Regions from separate parts of the Rattus norvegicus genome. Here regions 1 and 3 are each linked to region 2. Evidence: chromatin contacts called from public Hi-C data. All regions are on one chromosome and are shown on one strand. Each heading gives the region's core, a stretch centred on a gene start, on an enhancer-like site or on the middle of the called end of the contact. The rest is flanking DNA. Distances are from core to core; before and after follow the strand shown.

Evidence for each region. A called contact is a pair of places that touch in the nucleus more often than the background predicts.
Region 1: a contact with region 2 is called in a Hi-C map of Schwann cells, with 4 times the contacts expected there. The contact joins the promoter of Mmaa here to the promoter of Zfp827 in region 2. A contact is called at or near these places in 4 of 12 Hi-C or Micro-C datasets (Schwann cells, frontal cortex, mammary epithelial cells and 1 more) and 1 of 1 datasets of contacts at active chromatin or transcription factors (oligodendrocytes).
Region 3: a contact with region 2 is called in a Hi-C map of frontal cortex, with 2.7 times the contacts expected there. The contact joins the promoter of Smad1 here to the promoter of Zfp827 in region 2. A contact is called at or near these places in 2 of 12 Hi-C or Micro-C datasets (frontal cortex and mammary epithelial cells).

Annotation. Positions count from the first base shown.
Region 1 is chr19:45,521,593-45,525,417 of GRCr8, forward strand. It overlaps Mmaa (metabolism of cobalamin associated A), which reads left to right and starts at 1,760. Exons shown (of 7, transcript NM_001389261.1): 1 at 1,760-1,822.
Region 2 is chr19:45,789,731-45,793,430 of GRCr8, forward strand. Zfp827 (zinc finger protein 827) reads right to left here and starts at 1,732. Exons shown (of 15, transcript NM_001400944.1): 1 at 1,268-1,732. The coding sequence starts at 1,310.
Region 3 is chr19:45,415,990-45,420,042 of GRCr8, forward strand. It overlaps Smad1 (SMAD family member 1), which reads left to right and starts at 1,553. Exons shown (of 7, transcript NM_013130.3): 1 at 1,553-1,709.

The sequences.
Region 1 (3,825 bases), core at 510-3,009, 270 kb before region 2:
GAAAGTTACACTGATTTGTAACTTTCAAAAATATTTTCATGTGTCTGCAAGTATGAATGTGTGCCTGGTGTTCTCAGAGGCCAGAGGACTGCAATGATTTTTTGGAACTGGAGTTAAAGACAGTTGTGAACTACCTTGTGGGTCCTGGGAACCCAATCTGGCTCCTTAAAAAACAGCCAATATGTTCTTATGTTAATATGTTACTCTCTGAGCCATAGCTCTGGCTCCAACAACTTTGTTTTTAAATATTTCAAATTTAAAGCGGAAGAGTTAAAAGAGCACTTGCAGCTGCTGTTTAAACTACCTTTTAAAATATAGTATCCTACTTTTACAGTCTTCACATATTTTCCTTCTGGATTACCTGAAATTTGTAGGTCTCATGACTTCAGACCTACTTGATTATACATGACTAAGAACAAAATGATCCTTCTAAAAGATCATTCCTGAGAAATTTAAGTCGATGTGTTCTTATGTTAAAATTTGAAAATCTTTACTGCTACCTAAGACTGCCCGGCTGCCTTAAATAGAACCATGCTATTTTTTTCAATACTAACAACTATGAAAACCAAATAAAACCAATTTTGAATTTTTCTGCATGGCTCTTAATGAGATTCAGACTAATCACTTCGAGAGGAGGCTGAACATAGGTGGAGCTCTCACAGCCTCAAGGCAGGTTCCAGTCCTGTGTGTCCTGTCGGCCATGTCCCCTCCTTCCCCCAGGACAGGAGCACTTCTGCTTCATGAACGTCTTTAATTCTTCCCAAAGGAGTGATAAGAACAGTTAGGAATACTTGATTTAAAAAAAAAATGCATTAAAGTAAGAGTTTGCAGAATAAACAGCAAGCAAAGGCTAGGGAATCATTTTTTTAGTTAGCAAAGTCCTCATAAACTCCTTCATAAAACTTAACCTGTATCAAGAAAAAAAAAAGTATTATGCAGATCGGCATGGATGTTACCTTGATTAAAATATTACAAAAACTTTCCCCTAAAAATCGTGTACGAGTAGGCAACGGCTTAGTCACCTGTTTTATTATGGTTTTTTTTTTTTTTCTTTTCCTTTTTAAAATTCACTACAGTGTGGCGCGGTGGGGCCCAGCTTTAATCCCAGAATTTGGGTGTCAAAGCCTGGTTTACTTGGGGAGTTCCAGGATCGCCAGAGAGACCTTGTCTCTCCAAGATAATAGTAATAGTAGTAATAATAATAATAATAAATTAGCATTTCGCCCCAGTGCAAAGTAGAACTAAGTCAGATCCTTTCAAGGGAGAGCCTGCCCACGCCAGACGAACCTCCCTGGGCATTGCTGAGGTGGTGAGCAGAGGTCTCTGAATGTGGGGCATGTTAGGAAATACTCTTATGAGTGCATCAGTTTTAAAGTGAAGAATTGTGGGCCCTTGAGCCACTCAAACCCGCCATTGTTCAGACTTGCATTTCGGCTGGGGGTGGAGCGGTTATTCCAACAGGTGGCAACCTGCTTTGCAAAGTTTGTCTAGGTCGTCATCAGTGACCCATCTCAAGCTTCCACGCGCGGAAAGAGAGGGCATGGCACCGCGGTCGCTGGGTCGGGCAGGGCCGAGACAGCCTAAGCCAGGACGCATTCCAGAGAGCAAAAGCCGAGCCCACAGCGGCCTCCACCACCCACTTCCCGCCCAAACAGACCCCCGCTACCCGCGCATGCGCCCGCCGCGAGACAGGCCTTCCTTCAGCGCCTGCGCCTGCGCGGGGGCGTCACGTTACGCCTGCGTGCTGCCGGAGGCGGAAGGGGCGGGCAGGGCGGGAGGAGCGGGCGGAAGGGGCGGTGCTTTACTGCGCGGCCTCGCGAGGGTGAGTGTGGGGCCCGGTGCGCGCGGAGGCCAGGAGTCGGGGCCGGTCCGTCCTCCGCCCCGGGTCAGCCCCGCTGTAGGGGGCGCCCCCTGGAGGCTCGCGGGGGGCAGCCGAGGAGGATGTGGCTGAATTAGGGGCGGGGTGGATGTGGTCGGGCCTGCAGGAAGAACTGGAAGGGACTGCGTGCTTTTTCCTTACATAAGAAAGGCGTCGCAGACACTGCTGTCAGGATCTGTGGGCTGAGTTGTGAGCTCCTCTCGGGCAGCAGGGAAGGAGACGGGGCCAAAGGTTGTTCCATGTTAAGGAGCTCCGCCTATGGAAGGGAGCAGCAGACACCTCAGAGTGGAAGGAATACCCATTTGCAGAGGATTCAAAGCAGGATACAAAATAGGGTTCAGACTAGGAGTCACAAAGGGTTGTCTGGGTTCCAAACACCGTCTCGATAGGGCCTGTAGCGTTCCACAGAAGACATGCCAACTTCAGATATGTTTCTCATTTGAAAAAAATGAAAGATAGCCTAAGAAAAGGGTTTCTTACTGCCGCCATAAGAGCTCCTATGTATATATTTTGGAGAACAAAGAGACTATAAAAAGTGGCTAAACTGGGTAGAAAACCAATTTCCAGGAGAAACAAAACGTTTGGAGGTCATCTACAATGTCTAGAGTGTTCTTTGACAAAGTAAATATATTCAGAGAAATAGTATTTTTACTAGGCTGGTTCTTTTAAGGCTTTGTTTCCTATTAGGAGAGACTATAAACATGGAAAGTTACGTAATCATGAGGAACATAAATGGTGCCTACAAAATTTGAGGGTGTCATAAGAATATATTTGGAATGGATAGAACAAGTGAATGGCTGAAATCCGCTCCAGCAGATTGGTGTCATGTGGGAAAAGCAAACTTCTTCCCGTATGTAAGAAAGGTGTTGAACATTGCTCTAAAATCTTTATTGCCACTGGTCTTTTACAGAGATCTGATTTTTCTGCAATATGGAACAAGTATCTGTATTTTTATGTGATCCTCCCATTGGTTTTAATGTGATAGGTGTTCAGTTGAGTTAACATGCACCCTCTGTGTGCCAGGTACAATTTGTTAGTAGTCTGAGCAGATTTATCACCTAAGTTGGTATTCAGAATAATATGATGAAGAAAAGATTCTCCAAAGCCAGGATCATCAGGAGAGGGTTTAAGAGAGGAATTTAAGCAGAAGAAAAATGTTGTAGAAGAGGGAAGATGTGGCCTGTGGGTCAAATCTGGAAGTTGGGAAAGCAGCAGGTTTGGAAAAGAGACTCCTAGGAGTCTGAGAGGAGAGTGTGAGAAGGTTGTGCAGCAGACACAGACTATCGGACTTTTTTCCTAGGGCATCAGGGTCACACAGAAGACTTAGGACACAAGCAGTTGTGCTCCACTCCCACAGTCTCTGATTCAGAACCCTTGGAGTAGGCCTGAGATTTTCCCTCTCGTCAGGTACTCCTGGTCTGGTTTGGGGAATTGCTGTAATAGGATGTGAAAGAATTTGAACAAAAAAGTTCCAAGGTGGATCTTGCTGAGCAGTCCAAGGGCTCTGGAGAAGGGGTGGAGAAAAGAGCAGTGTTCCTCAATGCTTGGCGCCAGGTCCTGCCTGTGTGCACAGCCATTCACACTTACTGTCTCCCTTGCCTGTGGGCCTGTTTACACTTGCACAGGAAGAACCTGAGATGTAAGATAGCTCAGTTCCTTGTGCAAGTCTCACTAGCACTGCACATTTTGACCAGAACAGCAATGAATAACATTTAACGGTGAGAGGCTCCCAGCACAAATTGACCTCACAGTAGAAATTTGGACATGTGACTCTTCTGAAAATAGTGAAAGGTAACCTCAGAGAAGCCCTCCCCAGGCAGTGAATGTGTTCTGTGTTTCTCTCACTTATCAGTGACTGGCTTAACTACTCTGCAAAACCATTTAAAACCATTTGAAAGGGTGAGGAGAAGCTTCCAGCAGGGGTGATGATGATAAGCACATTAGTG
Region 2 (3,700 bases), core at 482-2,981:
CTCCTCCCGCCACCCCGCCCCACGCCTTCTCCCCTGCCCCCTCTCCCCTGCATTCAAGGAGCCCAGCGGCCCCGGGGGGGATATTTTTAGTTGCTTCTTTCTCCTTCACTTTTAGCTTCAGCAGCATCTCGGAACACTCCGAGCGGAGAGAGCTTGGTGGGGGGGCGAGGGGGGAGCCCGAGAGGGAGTGGGGGAAAAGTTAAGAGTCTCGCAAAGAAAAGCGGGAGGGCGGCGCGGAGGGACCCGAGGCGCGGGTGGAGGAGGGGACGGGGACCCGGCCGCTCAGCCCGGCGCGAGTCTCCAGTTGGCGTGTGTGGCTAGGGCCAGGAGGACTGGGATGCACTTTAGTCGCGGACTCTGCTCCGGCTGGCCGGGGAGGGGGGTCTGCGAGCCCGCGTCGCCCCGGCTCCGTCTGCTCCGCCTGACCCCGCATTTTATTGCGGCCGGGAGCCCTGCTCCGCCCTCCCCTGGGCTCTGCAGGGACCTCGCGCGCCGCGCGCCGCCCTGGCTGCCTCGCCTCAGCCTCGGCGCGGCTCCCGCACCCCACATCCGCTCGGCTGCCCGGCCTCGCCCCCCGATCGGCCGCCCGCGCCCCCCGGCGCCCCCACACCCTCCTCGACCGCCCCTGGCTCCCCCTCCGCCGCCGCCTCCACCTCCGCCTCCAGCTCTAGCCGCCCGCGGCTCCGGGGCCGACCCACCCCGGCGCAACCTTTAGCCGGAGACCGACCTCTCCGGTCCCCAGCCCGGCGGGCGGCCGCAAGCCCTCGCCCTGACACCCCCCAATCGCCATGTCACGGCCTCGGCCCGGCGCGCGCCCCAACCCCGCACACCCGTGCACCGGGATCCACACGGAATTTCTTATTTTTTTTCAAGATTGCAACCTCTCCCACCTCCCCCCACCCGCGACAAAAACCCGGCATCCACACTACTCCCCTCCTCCCTCCTCTCGCCCCCTCCCCCGCAACCCGGAGTGAGGAGGGGGAGGGAAAGGGGGGAAAAGCCCGATCTCAAGGAAAAAAAAAGAGGGGGGCGAGCGAAAGAAAGAAAAAGAGAGAGAGAGAGAATAGAAAGGGCACGGGGCTGATCATCACCAACATGGCTGCCTCGGCATAGACCTAAACGAGGAGTAACCCTGGCTGTGTCTTTGTCAGTTTCACCTCTGTAACCCTAAACTAATGCAGAAAACAACGGCGGAGGCTGCGGAGGGGAAAGAGGAGAGGGAGGGCGAGAAAATGGCACGAGAGGAGGTGGAGAAGGGATGACTTACGTGAGGGAAGGCGCTTGGGCTGCTCCTGCTTCCTCCTGGGCATTTTCCCCCTTTTCTCACATTCTCCTCCTTGGTTAATGTGAGATCAAATAAACCCCCGTGGGGGCAGACAGGCAGACACTGGCAGGAGCGGGGAGGTAGTTGGGGGGCGGGCAGGGGGAAACCCCTTCTCTCCGGTGTGTGCAATGGGTTGAAGCTTGTTTCCTGGAGCCAGAAGAGGGGTTTTCTTCTTTTCTTTCCTTTCTTTCTTTCTTTTTTTTTTTTTCCTTTTTTTAAAAAAATTTTTTTTTGGTCGTGCACCTGGCTTGTCCCCGAGCGTAATATTCTTCAATGGAAACGGATCTAATAGGTGTGAGTGTGTGTGTGTCCTGTGCTCGCGTGTGATGGGAGGTATAAATAAATGAGCGCCGGTGCGGCGGTGTCTATGGCCGCGCGCTGTGTCTCCGAGCCCCTAACACTAATGTCGGGATCAAAGGGCAGCGGCGGCGGCAGCACAGCTCGCAGCTCGCTCTCTCGCTCTCCTCTCGCGCTCTCTCTCTCTGTCACACACACACTCACACACACACACACACACACACACACACACACAGAGGCACAGACTGAGGGAAAGAGCGAGAGCTAGACACACACGCGCGCGCGCACACCACACACACACACACACACACACACACACACACACACACACACACACACACACACACACACTCAGCAAAGAGGAAGGTGCCCTAAGGCTCTCAGGGCGGACTCAGCCTCGCATTTACAACTGCTCTGTCTGGAAAGAATGGGGGGCGCGCGTGCGGGGGTGGGATGGACTTCTTCGAATTTATCCCGCTAGTCGCCCAATCAAGGGGGGGTGGAAAAGTTACCCCCCCCCCGCTCTTGAAACATTATTTTACAGATTTTTTTTTTAAGGAAATAGGTTGCACTAACCACTTTCTTTTGTGTATTAAACTACGTTTGGTTCTGTATAAAATTCCCCAGGCTTTTGTAACTGAAAGATTGACTCTCTCGCCCCATCACCTTGAGTCTGGAGGATAACAGACTCTCGCACACGATCTTGAAACAGCCAATGAAAATAAATCTTTAAAAATAAAATAAAATAAAAATAAAAGATAGCATAGTGTAGGATCAGCGGATGGGTGGAATGGATGCACTAGTTTGGAGGGTCTGGTGGAGTTAACACTTGAAAATTCAGCCTAAACAAAAATTACAGGTCCTTAAGAAAGAGGGAAACTAAGATTAGGTCACCCGGAGGGTTGACTTGACTGCCAAGATATTCCTACAGTGCACACAGTGATCCTGACTTCTGTAATTCACTTTTCCCCACTCCTGCAACCCAGGTAGCTGAGGCTTACCCCCAAGCCGTTCTAGTGTGCAGTTTGAGCTCCTACAACAGTTTTCATTAAGCCACACACTTTCATTACTTCAGAAATCTCACATCCTGCTTCAAAGAGCCACATAAAGAGGAAAAACAGAAAAGGATGCGTCTCCTCACAAAAGATACTCGGCAAAGGGAACAGTTCTCTCTCTCTCTCTGACTGTAAGCCATGTGGATAGAAGTTCACTGGGAGGTTGTTAATGATTTAAAACTCCAAAATCTGCTACTATAATTGAAGTAAAAAAAAATGGCCTGAAGAAGAGCTGTTTCATAAAACTCTTTGTGAGGGGAAACTTTGAACTTGGTGGAATACATTATATGTCATGAGTCAGAGCTAAAAAGAAAAAGGTGCATTATTTAAACTACATCTTCCCATTTGAGCTTAAAAAAACCTCGACTCATCAACCTATTATGTTAAATATTTTCCTACCAATTTTTAAATAGGTATTTTCATCGAAGAAGGCGGAGCATAGTGAAGACACAGAAGTTTAAAATGGCATTCTATCAGGTGACATGAGTGACTGATGAGACTTAGAAGTCTCCAGTGGTGTTAAGGACAGACACTTGGGGGGTTTGGTTACGTTTCCTTTTTAAATGACAATAGCTTTATACAGTTTTCACTAGGAAATTGTAAAGGAGACTGTGTCTCCCAAAAGATGGCTTTCATAGTGAATTCTCAAGATGAACCCCTTCTTGTTGATGCCTACCAACATATTTGTCACCTCAAGATTGTGATGTTACTTGAAGCAGGCTTAAGTGCCGGCCGAAACAAGTGCCACATAAAACAATTAAGTTCAAACTGGAACATTAACCTGAAACCAATTCCAAAAAGAAAATGTTTTTAAATGGTAGTTAAAATCAGACATGGTGACCAATGCCTTTGATCCTAGCACTGAGGAGGCAGAGGCAGGCAGGTCCTGGTCTAAGGCCAACTTGGTCTAAATAGCAAACTCCAGACTAGTCAGGACTACAAGTGAGACTCTGTTTCAAAACAAACAAACAAACAAACAAACAAACACACAACAAAGGAAAAGAGGCAATTAAATGTCCCTGCG
Region 3 (4,053 bases), core at 303-2,802, 370 kb before region 2:
GGTTATTCCATGCGAAGGGTGGAACCGAGGCTCTCATTGGGCCCTGGGAGACAGAGGAAGTGCTCCTTTCCTTTTCCATGGTTGAATAATGCTCCCGTGTATGGATATACCCCACTCTGTCAGCAGAGGGTCTGTGGACGGGAGGGGAATGACCCTGAGTGGCCTTTAGTCAAGCTCTCTCCAGCTGTTGCCCAAGGGACCAGAGAGCAACCAACTATGTCAAATGCTGCTTTTAAGGAAAATAAGATGAGGTCCAAAAATTGACCAGTAAGTGCTCAAATAGTTTAATGAAGAAAGGAATTTAATTAGCAGAAATATTCTTATGTATAATTTATAAATGGCATTTTATGGGTTTATGGGATTTGTTGCATTTCCTTTGAATAATTAAATATGGAATACAGATATAATACTTAAATAATTAATAAGAATTTTAAGTGGAATGCCAGGCATGTAAAGGTACAGGAATAATTGGAGAGTGTCATTAATTTGTAGTGGCCTTTGGTATTTCTTTATATTGCTGGTAATGATTTTTTTCTTCTTTTGGTTTGTGGGGCATTTACTCCTAGAATAGTTCTTCTCTGAACATAACTCAACATTATGATAAGTGTCCAAGATTTCATGCCAACTTCCAGAAACTGACCAAAAAAAAAGTTGATTGTTTCAAGAGGGTGTTTTTGGTGTCTGAACAGATCAGTAAGATGTGAGCTCCTTTGTGTTTGTGTATTTTTGTTTTGTGGGGTTTTTGTTTGGGGGGTGGGGGTGGAAACAGGGGCAAGACCCTGTCATCTAAAAATTTACACCAAAAATTTATAGTACTAAAAGGGTATTTCCCAATTCAAGGCCAGCCTGGGCTAAAGGGAGAGATCCCGTTCCAAGCCGGCAAGCAAGCAAGTGAACAAAAGGGCTAGGTGGTGAAGCTCAGTTGTAAAGTTCCTTCCTGCCCAGGATGCACAAGGCCAGGTTCGATTCCCAGAATCTTATAAATAAAAATATGTGTAGATCTATAATCCCAGATCTCACGATGTGGAGGCTGGAGGAAGAGAAGTTCAAGGTCTTTTCCCCTTCAAAGTGAGTTCGGGGTCATCCTGGGCTACAAGAGACCATGTATCAAACATACAAATGGCTTTTGTCATTTGCCGCAGCAAGGGTACATACTAGAAATAAATGCATTTACCTAGCAGTTAACAGGTCACCCAGTTTGGGGCTCAGGCCACATGGAGGGCCGGTAAATCACTGGGTCAGTGATTGCAGGGCCATTAAAATGGGTTTTTAGGACGATTGGGTGGGTTTGATGGTCGTGTTTGAGAACATTTCAGAAAATAACACAGGCTTTGGAACTTGACTGGCAGCTAGGCAGGGACTACAGAGTCAGAGGCAGGCGCGGGCCGGGAATTTGGAGAGGATCCCTAAGCAGCAGCGGGCGCGCGCGGTGCGCGTGTGAGCGAGGGCGAGCGGCGGGCGGGTTGTGCGCCGGGTATTGGCAGGCGGGCTGTGGAGGCTGGGCGGTTCCGACTGCCTGACGCCAGCGCGACCAGATCAATCCAGGCTCGGGGAGCGAGCGGGCGCACCAAGGCGAGGCCAGGGCCGAGGCGCGGGGACGGCGGCCGAGAGCTAAGCGAAGCGCTGGGACGGTGACTGGGAACGGATCGGAGCGCGGGACCCGGCGCCGGGTCTCGTGCGTCCCCGCCGATGGGCGCGCCGCCGAGCCGGTAAAGCCGAGCGTACCCGAGCCGACTCGAGAGGGACTTGTCCTGTGCCGCGCGGGGCGCACCGGGACAAGGACCAGCTCCAGGGGATCCAGGGCCGGCTCCGTGGGGCATCCCGGGTGGGCTTCGGGGAAGATCGGGGACGGGCTCCGAGGGCATTAGGGGCGGGCTCCGGGGTCAATCTGGGACGTGCTCCGGGGAGGATCCGGGAGGACTCGGGGACCCGCGCTGAAGGGAATCTGGGACGAGCTCCGGGACACAGTCCCCCCCCACCCCCCATGATGGCGTCTCGCAGCCGCGAACCTGCCGCCAGACCTCTTCTCCCGTCTCCCCGCGTCTTTGTCGGGCGTGTCCAGCTCTCCGGGGACCCCCGTTCCGCATCGGGCCGCAGCCCCATTGTGTCCCCGCCCCGGCCTGCAGACCCTCGCGGGGACAGCGCTGCGCTCAGCTCGGGTCTCCCTGGATGGACGCGCGCGCCCCTGTGGGGTCCCCACACTGCCTGATTTGGGGATCGAGGTTAAGGAAAGTTCGCGGCGGAGTTCCCTCTGATTTATTCAAAGGTCTGGCCGCCTCGCGTCCCCCCCCCCCCCTCCGCCTACACCCCCTGCGTCGCCCAGTGTCGCCTCATTCCTTTCCCTTTACCGGATTCGATTGCCTCACTGCAGCGTTCCGAGCGCCGGGAACAACTGCTCTCGTCCAGACTGTCTTTGTTAGTGTTTCTGTCGCGGGGTGGGGGTGGTGGGCGTGAGAGCGCGGGCCTCTGCAGCCGCGTTGCGGACTGCGTGTGAAGGCTGCGGGGGCAGCGTCTCCCCGAGGTGCTTTGGGGAGCCAGGAGGGACCATGGCCGGCCACATCCAGACACTGTGGTAGTCGCGGCTTTTGTTTATTCGGAGGCACATGCAGTTTTTCTAAAATGCACGGCACAAAATAATCCAGCTAAGAGCTTTCCATCTGAAAATCCTAGCCCATGCCACAGCCATCTAAGAGAAAATCGTAGTAGAGTGCATGTTGTCAACCCTGGCCTCTTTCTTCCCCCTCTCTAGGGTTCTTGGGTGACATCTGAAGTTTTCAAAGCCCGGACTGAAAGGAGTTGCTTGGTTTATGTAATGTCTTCCTGTTGCTGGAGCAAAATCACAGCACGCTCTTTCCAGCATCTCTCGCTCTAAGGGCCTGTGGTGGATAATGTGCCCACACCTCAGCACAATGAGAAAACTGTTCCCTGACCAGGTTCATTTTTCATCTTGTTTATAATTACCACTTCACGCTGTACCGGAAGCTGATGAGCTGTGCTGGAACAGTTCACAGAGTCGAGGCAGAGGCAGTGGTGTTTTCAATTGGTGTGGATGTTTCACACCGGCGGCGGTACTGTGATGGAGGTTGCAGGCCTAAACAGGCTGTGCGGACTTTCGGGTGCGCCCTCCCCGCCTCTGCTTTTCTAATTTTCAGTTATACGATATTTCTGTGAAGGTGGTGCTCCATTTGTGTAAGTCTGCTTTTCTTAGGAAACTGTAAACCAGGGTCTTGAGAGATGGGTTTTCTGGGGGTGGGGATGTCAGAGGCTCCCGAGAATGATCAGGTTTCTTCAGAGGATAGGGATTTGTCCTTGATTTAGTTTTGACCCTTGCAACCATAAGTAGTAACCAAATACACTCTTACTTTTGCAGTGTCCTCTAGTTTTATACCCTTGGAGAGATGGTGGTCTTTACATTTTGGAGGAGTGACAGGGTTGTTTTTGGGGGGGGGGCAATTAAAAATGCTAAACTCTTGTTCATCTTGGAATTTCCATTCCTTTTCTGGTAAGTTCACATGAGCATTAAGAGGAAGTAAATCTTGGTCCCCAGCTACACATACTAGTTAAAAACTAAATTTCGGTTTCTAATCTTGATTTCCAGCTATTCTGGGCTCAAGATAAAAATGCAGTAATGTGGTAGATTGGAGGAAGAATAAACTCGGATGTAATTAGATGAGCGTATTTAAGCAGCAGAAGCCTCCATAATCAAGGCCGAGTTGTGTGTGTGTATAAAAGATCTCATTTGTGTGGTCTTACAAGGCTAATGGAGGCATCGCCGAGACTTTATAAATAATGTAAGTTGTGTGTAATGCAGAGTCTCCAGAGAGGCAGAGAGAGCCTTTCCAACCTGCTCGAGATCTTAAATTGATTTACAGCACTGAACTGGTGCAAAATGATACATCAGAATGACATGGGGTCAGCCTGTAAAAGTCTATGATGTCAGCCTATTAGTTCAGTCATCATAATTAAACCACATTATAGGGGCAGCTAAGCTGGAGTCTGGCGTTATCCTCCAGATATGGGTGGTACATGGATTTTGTTTACGGTAGAAAGGGG